Regions from separate parts of the Drosophila melanogaster genome. Here region 2 is linked to region 1. The links are chromatin contacts, called in public Hi-C maps. All regions are on one chromosome and are shown on one strand. The core of a region is the stretch at or near the end of the contact, and the rest is flanking DNA. Distances in the headings are between cores, read along the strand shown.

Region 1 (2,614 bases), core at 63-2,562:
CTTTTTTAATCGCGTGACGAAACAAAATTTGACTTTTAGAATATTTCAATCAATTGCCGATTAGATTCGAATCGAATTTAGGAACTTAAAAAACATGACATTTTTCATTCAATCAAGTACACCTACTCGTAATTGTTAATAATATTTACCCGCCAAATGTTTGCAATGGGAAATAGCTGGCTAATTTGTTGCTCCTTGTTGATTGCGATTTAAAAAATTGTTGATTTTGCCGGTGGGATTTGTTGATCGCCGTTTGCTGTTGTTAACTGGCACTGTTTTACTTTATTTTCCTGGTTGCTTTGCACTTTTTTATGGGTTTGTTTTTTTTTTATGGGTAGTATATATGATTGTGTTGTTGTTTTGAGCGAAACTTGTGCGGATTTCTTGATTTTTAGTGGTTATTTAAATATATACATATATATTTTTTAGAATTCTGTTGGCATAATTTTCTGCTCACACACACACACACTCATTAAATGGGTTTCTTGTTGTTGCTGGGCGGCGGTTTTGCTTAAGCTAAAGACGATTGTAAAAACGGTAAATTAGAATATATATATAACAACAATCAAAATAAACAAATAAAAAGAGCGCGAAGAGAGCGGCGCGATTAAAGAGCGTAGTGTGTGTATGTGTGTGTGCCGAAGAAAGAGAGGGAGAGAGCGAAGAGAGCGATCACGTCACGTCATCAATTCATGCCAATTGGACGCACACACAACACTTAATTGGAATTCGTATGAGAATTCAATGAAAACCGTGCGGCGCAGTCGAAAAGTTGTTTAAAGTTCAAATGGGTAAAAAATTTTAATATAAACACGTTTCGGAGCTTACTCCAATTCGCTTTTTATTCGCCACTAGTGTGCGTAACGTATTTTATGTGCCATATAGTAGGTACATATGTATGTATTTGTATGTACAACGTGACTGCTACGAAGATCATCCAAGCATCGCTATTTAATACGTTTTGGAGCTTTTCTCTTATTTTATACGATTGTCGTATGTAAAAAACGAACGCGTTCCTTCTACGTTTCAGTTTTGAGTTCGGCACATTCACATGTTTTGAAAGCGAAACATATTTATTTTCCACTTTCTTGATTTGTTTCTACATTTGCGTTTTAGAATCAACGGTGTTCGGCCCCAAACGATTTGGGCCTCAAAAGATCACTGCGTTTTTTGCATTGGTTTATATTTGCTTTGCTTGAAGTTGAAAAGGAAAACGATGAACGATGAACGACCTCGTGGCTTTTAACCGCAAGCGAAAAAACACAGACTACTCGTTAACTGCTTTCTAGTTGGATGCGAACTGACAACTGAAACTGATTCGCCGTCGCCTTCGTAAAAGTGTTCGTTTCGGCGGCGCAAAAAGGCGGTCTGTGCGTGTGTGTGTGCGACCTATGTCCGCGTATGTGAGAGCTTGCTCTTAGCATCCACTCACGTTCCACAACCGCTCACTTCACCGCTTTTTTATGTTTGTGGCGCGCTTCGTCTCACACACTCTCACACACTTGGGGCCAAAAAATTAGTGGGGTATGCCAAATCGATATGTTTTATTTGAGTATTTTCTGCGTGAAATAAGAGAAGTTATAGCTATAGCTATAAATGCAATAGATATTTTAAATCTTAAAGCATACAAATTTCTCTCTTTAAGGGATATTAACCCCAACTAAATGATAATTCGTATAAAATAAAAAAGGAATTGTTTCAATACTTACAAATTTAATAATATAAAACTTAATCTATTTATTTTTAATAACGGGTGACTGTTTTAATGAAAAGAATAAAGTTCAGCTGCAGTGAAACATTTAAGACGTCATTGCATATTAATAACAATTTGAAAAGTATTCATTATAAAAAACATGTTATTCACTATTGAGGTGACCGCCTTTGTGCCCCCGTCAATATTAATAAATAAAAGCCATAGTTTACCTATTTTATACATTTGGAATTTAAATTGTTTCTTTTCATTTCGGTCGCGCTGCTCTGAACTCGAAATTCTCGACGATGGAGGAAAGGGAACGGCGGCGGTGGGTGGTGGTTGGGCGTTTTGGGTGGGGTGATGGGGCGGTCGGCATTGCTGATAAGGCAGCCGTTATCTCGCGATTGTCGCTCGCTCGTTCACTCAAGCTCTCTCTCTCCCTCCCTCTTTGAGGCTCCATTTCTCTCTTACGTTCATTGTCTCGTGATGCGATGGAAAATTTCCCGAAATTGCATTCTACTGATAATGCCAGCAATGCACATTTGTGCATATGAATATGGGACTCAGAAGTGCCCCGCATCTCTTGCAGTGTGCGAGCTTTTTGGGAGCATGTATTTTATGGTCAAAGTCCCCCGCATCCCCGACCACCGAAAAATAAGCCCCTCCCGGTGCCAGTTTTTTTTTTTTTTTTAATTTCATTTTTCGCCTAGGCCCGATATCTCTATACTTGTACACACGTTCGCGTCCATGAGAGTGTGTATCGGTGTTATTTTAATGTGCCTGCCACATAAATTCCGCAACATTACACGGCTAATGAAGTCTAGACGCTGAGGACGGAGAAACCAACAGTTTATGGATCATCCAAACTTAAAGACCGACCCGATGCGATCGTCTCGATCCCTCGAGAGGGGGGATTAGAAA
Region 2 (2,614 bases), core at 46-2,545, 670 kb before region 1:
GGCAAGGTGGCGGTGCTGCTACTCTGGTCTGCCTATGGAATCATACCTCTGGGCCACTGGGCGGTGGCCATGGGCGGTCTGGAGAACGAGCTAGTCAGGGTAGGCATCAGTTGGAAATTTATGGAATCTTGTCATTTGCTAATCCATCAATCATTACCATTTGCAGCTGATGGTGCCCCGCATCGTGCTCATGTACTTGCTCTGCCTCGTCGCCTTCGTTTTCTATGCGGCCAAGATTCCGGAGCGCTGGTTCACCGGCAAGGTGGACTTCGTTGGGCATTCGCACAACTGGTGGCACCTGATCATCGTGGCCGCCTTCTATCACTGGCACAACACCGGACTGGTCTATGCCGAGTATCGCCTGAATAACGGATGCACTGCACCAGTTCTCTCCTAGAACTTGAAGATCCGAACATCTGAGTTAAGATCCGAAGATCCGAGGAGCGGAGATGGAATCCGGGACTCTAGTAGACTAAAGCTTAGTGTAAATAGTTTATGGGGCGCTCTTTATCCGCTAATAACTAATATTTAGTTGTAGTTGTTGACCGATATGATTAATTTATGTTTAATTTACCAATTAGTTAGGGTTTCGTGTTAGACAATCCAGATCCAGATAGTTGGCATCGCATAAGCGGCAAAAAGGTTTCTCTCTTTATATCCTAATTGATTTCCTTTAATATATACAATTAAACAATGTCAATGAAATTGCATGTGTCTTGAGCTGAAGCTGTGTTAGTCTTGTTGACTCAATTTTTACAATTCATAAAATGCAAATACAATATCAAACGTACAAAGCAAGCGAAATTGTGGTTTTATTGAAGTTATGTTTCGGAAACATAATTTATTTTTCTATCTATGGTTGGGATACATATTGATTTCGAAATGCGTAACTCAGTTTACAGTCTTTTTTTTTAAATTTTTTCTTTTTCTGTTTTTAAAATGTAACGGAAATGTTAGGATTAAGATAACAGTAATTGTTAACAGAGCGAGTTAACATGATCTATCGGAACTGGCTTTGATTAACATCGCTTGAAGAACCGAACTAGTTCCTGTTACCAAGCCGATCTTTGAACGTACAACTCCTATTTTCTTCCCTCAACAATTACACCTATGCTTGGGGACTACACAAGCCAAATAACAATAAATACTTTTCGTGCATGATTGTTAAATATCGCATCTCTGCAACCGCGTCAATACAGCCTATAATATCGATATCAACCAATACATCGAATAACATCGCCGCGAGTGTATCGATATGCAATGCGATGTTTTCTGCTACACCACTAGCAGCGAATGTTACCAAAACAAATTCCGAATCCGAATCGGACGGTCATCAAGCGCGCTACTCGTGTTTTTTGCTGCTCCCCCAAGGAATTCCGGAACCGAAGAGATCGGCGACGGCGCGAACTCACTAAACTGAAGTACATATTTTTTTGTGAACACCAAGTGGATGGTTGGATTATCGTCGTTAATTAGTTTCAATTAGGCGAAAATAAGAAAATAAGTAAAGGAGTTCAAACGCTTGCAACAACAAGAAATGAAAAGAAGCAGCACCAACTGTGAGCAGTGATCGTGTGCGCTTGTGTTCGTCCCCCATATGTGTGCGTGTGTTTGAGCTGGAATGGAATGCAGTTACGAAAAAAGTAAATAAATAATTGAGAGCGCGCCCGCGCTCTCCCGCTCTCTCTCCCCTGCGCGCGTGTGTATTCGAGTTGGCTCGGTGTGTGCCTCTACGCCCGTCACCGTGTGGCCGTGTTGTGTGTGTGTGTGTGCGGGTCGGTCTCCATTATCGCCGGAGCAAAAGAAACGGAATTGAAATGTCTTTGCTAATGTAAACAGCGCAAAGAGAAACCCCCCGAAAAAAGAAGCAAACGTAGATAGCAATAGCGAAAAGAAAGAAAAGGCGCGCGTCGGGTGAAAAATCCAGCAACAACGACGTTTTCTCAGACTAACCAAAGTACACGGCGAGAAACAAAGTTAAAATGCCGAATCTGCAACAAACCGCATCGCAATCGCAGCATCATCTGCATCCCCACCACCTGCGACCCCAACAGCAGCAACAGCAACATCATCATCATCATCAACAACAGCAACAACAACAACACACGCATCATCAGCAGCAGCAACAACACCACAGCGACTTCCCACTTCCCGATGGCTGGGATATCGCCAAGGATTTCGATGGCAAGACCTATTACATAGATCATATCAACAAGAAGACCACCTGGCTGGATCCCAGAGATTGGTAAGTGTTCCGGAAAGGGTCAATTAAAGAAACGAAATTGAAACAAGGGCGATCTGAAATATAATTATAAGATATTTGCATTTGGAAAGTTAGTTTAAACTTATTAAAACTACTAGAACAATTATCAGAAATGAGGCATACATAACGAATGACCAAACCAACAGGTTGTGTTTTAAATAAGTTATAGATGCTTTAACATCGCAAACTATCAAGAGTGCTTATAAACCCCAATTGCTGCTTAATGGCTAATAAGTGAAGCAGATAACTCATTGAGAATCAAATTAAAATAGAATAAAATTCTTGGCAAGTTGTTAGTGGCTTAAGAAGGCATAAAACGCAGGTGAGAGATCAGCAGTTCACTCATTCAGG

What was found. A called contact is a pair of places that touch in the nucleus more often than the background predicts.
Region 2: a Hi-C map of the Kc167 cell line shows a contact between it and region 1, with 2.1 times the contacts expected there. The contact joins the promoter of kibra here to the promoter of foxo in region 1. A contact is called at or near these places in 4 of 107 Hi-C or Micro-C datasets (the Kc167 cell line and whole body) and 2 of 6 datasets of contacts at active chromatin or transcription factors (both in the Kc167 cell line).

What each region holds. Positions count from the first base shown.
Region 1 is chr3R:14,055,643-14,058,256 of dm6, reverse strand. foxo (forkhead box, sub-group O) reads right to left here and starts at 1,312. Exons shown (of 11, transcript NM_206483.3): 1 at 829-1,312; 2 at 150-370.
Region 2 is chr3R:14,722,942-14,725,555 of dm6, reverse strand. kibra (kibra,) reads left to right here and starts at 1,295. Exons shown (of 9, transcript NM_001300400.1): 1 at 1,295-2,245. The coding sequence starts at 1,983. It overlaps CG7530, which reads left to right. Exons shown (of 6, transcript NM_169599.2): 5 at 1-99; 6 at 167-796. The coding sequence ends at 397.